Linked DNA regions of Zea mays: regions 2 and 3 are each linked to region 1. A link is a contact called in public Hi-C data. All regions are on one chromosome and are shown on one strand. The core of a region is the stretch at or near the end of the contact, and the rest is flanking DNA. Distances in the headings are between cores, read along the strand shown. Region 1 holds the start of LOC100217235 (RR1-Corn type-A response regulator). Region 2 holds the start of LOC100381598. Region 3 holds the start of LOC103646418 (auxin response factor 9).

Evidence for each region. A called contact is a pair of places that touch in the nucleus more often than the background predicts.
Region 2: a contact with region 1 is called in a Hi-C map of leaf, with 8 times the contacts expected there. The contact joins the promoter of LOC100381598 here to the promoter of LOC100217235 in region 1. A contact is called at or near these places in 3 of 25 Hi-C or Micro-C datasets (ear, leaf and tassel).
Region 3: a Hi-C map of leaf shows a contact between it and region 1, with 5 times the contacts expected there. The contact joins the promoter of LOC103646418 here to the promoter of LOC100217235 in region 1. A contact is called at or near these places in 3 of 25 Hi-C or Micro-C datasets (bundle sheath, leaf and leaf mesophyll).

The regions. Positions count from the first base shown.
Region 1 is chr2:49,242,903-49,246,212 of Zm-B73-REFERENCE-NAM-5.0, forward strand. It overlaps LOC100217235 (RR1-Corn type-A response regulator), which reads left to right and starts at 1,762. Exons shown (of 6, transcript NM_001143590.1): 1 at 1,762-2,277; 2 at 2,405-2,466. The coding sequence starts at 2,154.
Region 2 is chr2:49,433,315-49,436,624 of Zm-B73-REFERENCE-NAM-5.0, forward strand. It overlaps LOC100381598, which reads left to right and starts at 1,653. Exons shown (of 12, transcript NM_001329499.1): 1 at 1,653-1,987; 2 at 2,838-2,984; 3 at 3,071-3,185; 4 at 3,273-3,310. The coding sequence starts at 1,778.
Region 3 is chr2:49,392,155-49,395,464 of Zm-B73-REFERENCE-NAM-5.0, forward strand. LOC103646418 (auxin response factor 9) reads right to left here and starts at 1,733. Exons shown (of 14, transcript XM_008671153.3): 1 at 1,002-1,733; 2 at 177-292; 3 at 1-77. The coding sequence starts at 1,050.

The sequences.
Region 1 (3,310 bases), core at 512-3,011:
CTCATGGATAATAGTCATTGATGCAAGCTCTTTTCTAGCTATTTCTTGATCAAAAACATATTTCTCCAAAATCACAGTCCCATCATGTGGATTTGCAGTCAATTTAAGAGACGACTATTTTATACCTTTTCTAACAGCCCTATCTGGACAAATCTCAAGATGGCCACTCAAGTGACTTGTACCATTTCTTGTGTCCCCTCCTAGATGCTTCTTACACCATTTGCATTTTGCTTTCCAAACCCCATTTAACTCAATTCTATCAAACTCTAACCAAACTTTAGATTTTAATTTTGGTCCTGGTTTCCTCTTACTACCAACAGCAACATCATCCTCTATTTTTAACACATCACCTGCTGCAGTTGCTAAATCAGATGGAGGTGCTCCTGCTGCTGCACGTGCACGGGTTCAAGGGCCCGCTGCTGCTTCTGTTTCCACTTGAGATCCAATAGCTGCTCCGGTTGTAGGAGCATGAGAACTACTAGTACCTGGAGTCGACATTTCACTTCACCCTAATATTCTGAAAAAATGCAAAAAGTTAAAGGGACCCTAAGAACTACTAGCTGCATAACTAATCTATACTAATCTATACTGCTATACTTACCTGTCACCAACAGGAGTCACTGAGGGGCCGAGGGGCGAGGCGGCGAGCGGAGGCCGGACGAGGGAGGCCAAGGTCTAAGCCGCCGGCGCCGAGGGAGAGGTTGCGGTGACTGGGTGAGGCCGTGAGGGACGAGCGCCGCCGAGCGGAGGCCGGAGGCGGAGGCAGTCAGGCGCAGGCGCGCCGCGCAGAGCCGCAGACGCGGTGAGTCGGTGACCGAGTGACACGTAGCAGGTGACGGCGTGACGCGCAGAGCCGGAGCCCGGAGACGCGGTCGCGGTCTCGCGGAGTGACGCGCAAACGCGAGGGCGGTGGCCGGTGAGGCGAAGGCGAGCGAGAGCGACTGCGTGCGTTTGTGCTTGTGCGTGGCACTGCGGCAGGCGGCAGCGTGGGTTGGTGGCCGATTGGCGGTGGGCACTACCGCTACGGTGCTAGGGTTTTCAATGTGGGGCTAGGCTGGCTAGTTTCAATTAGTGGGCTGACTCTTTACTACGGGTTTCGGGTCCCCGCAAAAAAACCCACGGGTGAAAATATAGAACCACCCCGAAACCGAATTAATCCGGGTCCCCGAAACCATGGCCCCGCGGGTAAAAATTTAAACCCGCCCCGAACACCGTCGGGTCTAAAACCGCGGGGACCCGACCCGAACCCGCCCCATTGCCAAGCCTATTCAGAGCAGCCTGCTAGAAACAAAGCTGAAACGAATATATCTATAGTGAAGAGTGAAAATATGATGGACTAACTTATTACTCAAACCAAACACCCTATTAGAGTATAGATTATAACTAGTTGAGTTGCAACCATGCATGGCCTTTTTTTTTTGCCATTGTTTCTTTAAAAAGCAGCAAAGGGCACCTAGCCCGAAGTCGGATTTTATTGCCGCATAATCTTTCTGGCGATCAAGAAAGAGAAGGGGCGAAAATGATGAGACGGAAAAAAAGGTTGGAGGGATGAAGAAAAAGAGCCGAAGGTTGAGGGGACTAGGAGGGAGGGTGGTGTGTGGAGAGATTCCCCGACAGCAAAATCTAGAGGGGAAAGCAATTCCCGTGCCCCGCCAGCCACCCTTGCTGCGGGACCCACTGGGCGAGCGTGTGGGGCCCGCGCGCCTCCCCTTCGTTCTCTTCTTTCGTTCTTCAGACAGTGTCTCCCTAGTCCCTCCCTCTCTTCCCGCTCTCCTCCTTCATCAGTCATCACACACGCCTGCGGCCTGCCTGCCTGCCTGCCTGAGTCCTGACACCATACTATACCTCCACCTCCCCGGCCCTGTCCTACTAGCCGTCAGAGGTTTGCCGCCTCCTCGCTCCTCGTCTTCATCACCCCCTCTCTCTCTCTTCCTTCGTCCTCGACCTGTGGCCACCTGTGGCGTCACGCTTTATAAGAGCACGCGGCCGGCAACCATCTCCCTTGCCACCCACAAGTAGAGAAGAATCTTTTGTTGCTGACGCCTGAGACGCTGGCACTGCCGCCGCGCCGTCTGGAGAGAAAGAGCAGAGGGACACTGAAGCAGAGGAGCCGAGGGGTAGCGACGAGAGACGAGCGAGAGCGGCCGACGGAGATGGAAGCAGGAGGAGCAGGAGCGGAGGGGGTGATGAGGGTGCTGCTGGTGGACGACTCCCCCGTCGACCGCCGCGTGGCGCAGCTGCTCCTCAGCAGCAACTCCTGCGCCGGCTCATTCCACGGTCAGCCACATCTCCTGTGAGCTGAGCTCACACAGCCACACCTCCTCCCAATTTTCTTTCTTATCGATTCTTTCGCCGTGTTTTAGAATCAAATTCTAAACAGCTCGTGTAACAATGTTTCATCCAGTCATCGCCGTCGACAGCGCCAAGAAGGCGATGGAGTTCCTCGGCCTCAAGGACGGCGGCAAGGTAACCAGAGCCGAACCACCTGCCTCTGCCTCCCTCCTCGATGCTCATTTCAGAGTCAGAGACCATCCGCCGAGCTTTGCCTGAAGGCGGATACGTACACCAGCGCAGGATTAGTAGTAGAATTAGCAAACCGATCACACAGAGAGGGTGCTCCAGCTGGAGCTGACACAGAGAGGGTGCTCAAGGACGGCGGGTACTCCAGTTGGAGCTCACACAGAGAGGGTGCATGGCAGCATGGGCTCCTGCACCACCTGCCGGCCCAGCGCCGCCGGCCGCGCCGTACCGTACGGCCCACGCGTCCGTCTGCCGTCTGCGCATGCGCGCGTGACGGCTTCTGTTCTCCGCCCCCCTTTTGGAAGCAAAAGGTCGCCGCTTTTCATGGCGGTAAAGCAAAAGAAAAAAAACCTGCCGTGCCGTCCGTCTTACGCCCACAGCCCACACTCCCACATGCTCTCACTGGCTCACTGCTGCTGCCTCTCCACAGAGCTGCGTTTTTGTTTATATAGTGCTGCTGCTGCCCTAATACTAGTGAGCTAATATAGAATGCTTTATGACAGTGTTACGGCCGCATTAGAGGCAGCGGCAGTGGTTAAATATGAGTCTTGATTTTGGCATGTCCTGTAAAAGCTCAGCACGGGATGGGGAGAGCGTAGCAGGGAACTAGGGACAGTATGGTGCCTACACTCTGGGCTCCTTTACTTTACCTTTCCTTTTCTTTTTCTTTCAGGGCTCCCTTTTTTTTACCTTAAATTTCTGTGCCTCAAACAGTTCAGTTCTTTCTTTATTTATTTATTTATTATTACCACCTTATTAAAAATGTTGAGCTAAGCCAAACTTGCGACAC
Region 2 (3,310 bases), core at 403-2,902, 190 kb after region 1:
TATGTGATTGAATGTTCATTGAAAAAGGGTGACGAGTTGTGATAAAAAGGAGTGTTAGGGCAATTGCAGACTTTCAGGAGTAACCTCCATATATATGTGGACCATCATTTTTTTGTCACTAGATGTTGGATGAATCACTCACTGAATGAATAACCTCTCACTGGAAAAGATATAAGTGTTCTTCAATTCCCAGATAAACAAGAGGAAGAACTGTGCATATGTTAAGGACGGCCTCTGCAACCCATAACATAAATATAAACCTATAGTTTACCATAGAGTAACGCTTGAGAGTTTGAAAACAAAAGATGGTGCCTGTCTTCCTAATGTGATGAATCGCATGTCCTTTTTTGTGATGATGATTCGATCCCATACATTTTATATTTATGTTTCTACTAAGGTGCATCCAATTTAGCCAAGATACGATATTCTGTAGCATAAGGTAAGATGTACACATTTTTGCACTACCTGTTGTTATATACATAAGGATATGTATAATTGTTCAGGCAACCATAATCTTTAAGACAATACCGTGTTAACCAGATACTCTATAGTAATAGACAAGCGACTATGTGAATATAGTAGTCTAAAGAGTATTCAATTGTTGAATGATATGTGTTCATATGTAATACAATAGACGATACCTCTATAGTGCGAAAGTTGTCTAAGGGCTAGTTTAGAAACCTAATTTTTTCCAAGGGTTTTATATCTTTCAAGAGAAATTAGTTATTTTTTACTGGAAAAATAGAGTTTCCAAACTAACACTAAGAAAGTTTTTTCTCATACTTACTAGACGATGTCTTTGTAATTTTCTTTCAGGTTAGATAAAATTATACGTGATACCTCTCCTAAACTATTAATATCACCTAAACCTCTATACACGCCATAAAGGGTGCTACCGAGTGAGGAGGCAAACATTGGAACATTAATCTTAATGTACTTTCTCTGTTCCAAATATCGTTCACGCTTTTTGAGAAGTAAATATTTTTAACTTTGACCAAATATATACTCTCTACTTGACTTTTCCCCAAAATTGTAATCATTCGGCTTACTAAAAAACATGACATATCATTTATTTTGTTATAATTTATTTTATCAAGCGTGACTTAACATTTTACATTTCAAATAAAATGAGTGATTAATCTTTTGAAAAAATCAACCGCGTAATATACTTGTGAATAGATGGAGTATAAAACATTAATATTTATAATATATAACTAGTAGATAGACCGTTGAATTTAATTTTATAATAAACTTATTTTTAGATACAAATATTGCTAATTAATTTAAGAAAGTTTTACCGGTATAAATACCATAGCTACACTTATTTTCTCTGTATGTAATAATGTCACTTCAATTATTTTTATTTATTCGAGTCGGCAATACTTTGCTTTTCAGGAGCTGCCACTGCCACAGTGGTACGTGTACGTCTAGCATTTTGCTTCCCATCAGGATGGCCACATGCCTCGTTATGCAAATCCCAGCTGCAGCACATATTGTGCTTCCATCTCTAACAGGCCCCGAAGTCCTCAAGAATTACTCCAAAGCACAAAGCCAATCGGCAACGGGCCAACCGCTGGCAGCACAAACAGAACAGGGAGTCAATTACGGAACAACTGACGCCCTTATCTGTAAAATCAGATGTAAAGTAACGCAAAACCGCCCCCGGTTAAAAATTCCGAACGCATCACGCAATCGAGAAAAACACAAACCGAAAAACCTCCTCTACAGTCCCATCTAGGCGCCCCTCCTCGGCTCCGATCCAGTTTCGCCGGCGGCCATGTCGCAGCCGGCGGCGACGGTGGCCGCGGCGGCGCAGCCGCAGGGTCGCGGCCCCGCGGGGCGCCAGGGCGGCCTGGGGCAGAGCATCGCAGGCATCGTGCGGATGGCGGTGTTCTGGTACTTTGCGTCCAAGTTCTTCGGGCCCAAGCGCCCACCCGCGGACCCCGGGATGCTCATGTCCAACCTCTTCCAGAAGGGCGAGCCAATGGTGAGAACGTCCTCGGCCATCTTGCGAGATTTCGGTTCGAAGATGCGTCTTAGGTCGATCGCGGCTTGCTCGTCAGTGGGTTTAGGTTCTGTAGTGCGGGTAGTTTGGTTATGTTTGTTCTGATGTCAAGGTAATTTTAGGATTTAATTGTCTGACCTTTCCTTTGGTTGCTGTGATCCGGAAGCTGTAGTTGTTAGGGGCACTCATGGGTGCTGTTCGCAAGAGGAATTGACTACTTAGCGGACGCAGAAGCGTTTGTTTTTACTTGTTCGAGTGCAAGGGAGATATTTTCAGGCCTAGTGATCACCTCATATTGGTGTTCTGCATCACCAACATTCCTTTTATTGTGATAAAAAAGGATAGCGCTTTGGGTGTGTTAATTGGATCTCAGGAGGCTAAGCTGATTGTTGCTAATGATTTTTTCAGAAATAGTATAAACCCTAGAAGTTTTGTGAACTTTGGTCATGACATGCTGCTGCTGAATTCAGCAAGTTGTGTGAACATGTAGGTGCAGTGCTATTGGTGACTTTATGTTTAGAACTTTTGTAGTGTTTAAGCTAGGGTTTTGACTTTTGAATAATCTATTTGGGACAGAGGAGGGGTTGTTCGTTATGTTTATGCTGGAATGGAAATATCTCCTAGTTGTTTAGATTAGGTTTGGTGTGTTCAAGGTTGGCTGTTGGATTCAGTTTTCAAACTCTGTAATTGTACCATGTGGATTTTGTTGCTGTAGTATCAGCATATTCGACAAAATGTATAGTGCAGAGTTCATTCGTTAGGCCTTCCCTGGGCCAGTAGCCATTTTTGAATTTCTATAAACACCAAGTGCATTGTGGCTATTTTGCTGCAGGATATGTGGATGTATTTGTCAGAGAACGAGAAGTTCAACGATTTTGCTAATGAGGATGCACTTATTTGGCACGAGGCAAACATACCATATGCAGTCTGGGGACCTACCAGTACTAGAACACGGTCATTAACGTACTATCCGTCAGAGGTAGGCTACTAACTGCAGTAACATTAAACATTATTTCATGCATTTATGGTCTATTTCTTTTAAATTTTGTGTATGTACTGTTACAGGCTCTCAAGCATAATGGCTCTTTGTATGCTCATGTTTACTTCGCCCGTTCGGGTTATCCTGTGGACCCTACAGATCCAGAATATGAGCAGAAATCTTCGTTTGGGAGGACCCATCGTATGTATTATTGTTTTCCAGCATGATCTTCCTTTATATGATCTCGCATACTTATGTAATACTGATTACATTGTACCTGTCCTTTAGCTGTTGTGGCATTCTTGCCAAAATCAAAAGCTGGTAAA
Region 3 (3,310 bases), core at 483-2,982, 150 kb after region 1:
CTGCATAGGATCTTGGGTGGTAGATCGAACATCGGTAAGTACTGATCAAGCTGCTGGTGGTGTGCAGACGCCTCGAGCTATAAAAGAAATCATGAACAATTTGAGGAAAAGAAACCCCAAATGCATGTGCAAGCGGAGGCGCCACAGAATACAAGTTTGATCAAACCAGTGAATACCTGCTCCATATGGCCCTGAGGGAAGTAATAGACACGCTCGCCTTGTCTAGGTACTGTGACCAACGGGCCAGCACACGCATGCCACAGCTCCTGGTACAGGGCGTCACTAGGCATTCCTGAATAGAAGCAATTAATTCGCATCGATGTGTCATCAGAGCAAATACAGAACGTACAGAAATAGTTATGTTGCTCTGTTGTATAGTTCTGATTTTTGTAAATACTAATCATGAGCTATCTGAACCATTACGAAGAATACAAAGTTGCAAACTGAACCGGAGTGCATGGATCTACCACGTCAAAATACCCTGTTCGAGAAGCAACAATACTGGTGCTAAACTAGCCACATATAGCAGACACTAAAGTAACAGATCCAGATATGTAATAGGTCCCAGATCCAAAGTTTTTCCCCCATTTGAGAACTTGGTGTGACACGCATGCCTCTGTACAAGGAGAAACGTGGTCAAAATATGAAACCACACTGTCGACGCTTGACAGATAACGATCTAAACGAATCATCGAGAGTTGGCAAGCCAAATATTAAGGAAAATTGTTGGTTCCCCTAAAATCTCCACTTACTGATGCCAACTGAAATCATGAGAATTCCGCGACGTTTCTCCACAGAAATTAGTCAACTACTAAAGTCCACCCAACCAACTCGACCCCATCCAGGCCCCAGTGACTTGAGTGCCTCAGTTTCGCGCAAGCCAATTTTAGCGAAGCCGCAGCGGATTCAAAGAAGGCATAGCTTGCAAGTACAGGGCAGCAGTATAGGAGCGAGAAAATTCAGCAGCTAGACTGCTAGTTGCTAGAGACAGGAATCCGAACCTGGGCCAGCAGCCGCTCCAGGGTTGGGCGCGTCCATCGCCGCGGCCATATCCTCCAAGCCAGACGCCCGAAAAATGGCTAGCGACACAAGCAGCAGCAGGTGGGCAGTCCTGGCGATCCGCTGGTGGCTGGTGCACAAGTGCAGTACTATCCGCGCTGCGGGCGGCTGAGTTCCATGGATCTGCCCCGACGACGCCCGCAGGAACGCGCACAACCAGGCCTCACTGGACCCACCTGCGTGCGTGCTGAGCTCCGGGAGGCCTACGACTGGCCGGGGGAGCTCGCTGGCGCCGCGGGCGAGGGGTCCTGGTCGCCGGGGAAGGGAAGGCGGGCGTGTATGGCGTGGAGGAGACGAGGCGATGCGGCTCGCGTTGTGGCGGGGGAGGTCTGAGCCTGGGCAGGTGGCCTCGGACTTGACCACTCCTCTCCTCTGGCCTCGACAGCGAACGGCGGTCGCGGTCGCGGCGGCAAGGAGGAGGCAAGCAGGCAGCAGCGGAGTGGAGGAGGGGGGAGAGGGGCGCCGAGAGGGACGGGTGCGCGTGTGCGTGGATGGATGGACTGCGCTGCGCGCGGTGGGTGTGTGTGTGGTGTGGGTGGGTGGGGGGTGGCTACATGGGTGGGAACAGGTTGGCGCCCGCGGGCCGCGCCTCGGTTCTTTCCGTAGAAGTAAAAGCTTTCACGGGCGAGTGGCTGGCTACGGATGGCGCCCCCACCCGGACGGCCGGACCACCCACCCAGGCCAAGGCCGATGCACGCATTGCCGTACGCGCGCTGCTCCTGCATCTTCCGTCCTGCCCCCACCCACGGCGCGAGCGCGAATCTTTCCTGCCCGGCCAGCGCTGATACGTACCCGTACGGGCGAGCGTGGAGTGCCCCCACCCACGCGCCCCGTCTCGTGCTGTCACCTCCCCGCGCCCGACGCTGCCCGGACGGGGCCGGCGCGGCGCGGCGTGGGCCATGCCGATCCGGCCTGTCTCCCCGGCGCTTGCCCGCACGGCCTGGCCTGAGCCACGAGGCGGGCGGGCATCGAGCGAGCCTGGGCACGCTCACATGGGCGCGACTGGGGCCTCTCGTTCTCGAGATCGAGCCACAGACAGACAGGACGACGGTACGTACCGACGGGGCCTGGCCGCCCGGGGCCCTGTCTGTGGACTGTGGGCTGTGGCTACTCCACTGACCACGGACCACCGTGCTATATGCTGCTGCTACAACAAGTAGGAGTAGGAAGTAGTACTAGTACTAGGAGCCGTGTATGTAGCCGCTGGTAACAGTAGTAACGACGCAGCATGCGTGGCCGGTGCTGCGCTCGACGACGCGTACCATGGCCGGCAGCGGCAGGCGTCGTCTGCTGCCGGCCGTCAGGCTGCTCAACTGAGCGCCGACCCGCGCCCGCTGGCAGGTAGGCCCGTGCTACGAGCTAGGCCTACTAAATGCCTAGGGCTATAGGTGTACATTCGGGCCGCCTGGCCCGGCCCGGCCCAAGCCCGAAAAGGCCCGTATTGTTTGAATTTCGGGCCGGCTCGGCCCGTTTAAATTTCGGGCCGTGCCGGGCCGGCTCATGGGCCTCGCCCTCGGCCCACGGCCCGGCCCGTAATTGCTTAAACGTGCCAGGCTTATTTCGGGCGGCCCGAAATTATAAAAGCCCGAAATTCAATTTTTGGCCCGAAATTCACATTAGGGCCCGAAATTCAATTTTTGGCCCGAAATTCAGTTTTTGGCCCGAAATTCACATTAGAGCCCTAAATTCAAAAAAATAATAAAACAAAGATAAGACAAATAAATTTGAACAAAATTAAACTTAATATTTGTATTAAAGTTACCACAGCTATGCAATGACTACCTCGTTTATAAATCATTTTGTTAGAATAAAAAAGAGTATAATCAGCTCTATACAAAGTTCATAAGTTCAGTTTATTGTCTAATGTTCATAACAAAATTAAAATTACATCACACACTCTAATTCAAAGATACAAAAAACATCTAACTAGCATTATCTCTAGCTTTGTGTTTTTTTATCAAGTATATGGAAGTGTGGAATGAAGTGTGTTTTAATAAATATATGGGCCTTTTCATGCCTCTATATGGGTCTTTTCGTGCCCGCCTTAAACGGGTCGTGCTCGTGCCCGCCCATGGGCCGTGACCTCGGCCCAAACCCGGCCCGATATAACGGGCCGTGCCGGCCCGGCACTAAATTATTTCGGGCCGTGTCGTGTCTGGGCCGTGCTTTTTTTCCGTGCTTCGGGCCGGCCCATCAGGCCCGGCCCAAATGTACACCTATACCTAGGGCTGCCTAGCTGACTGATCACTGA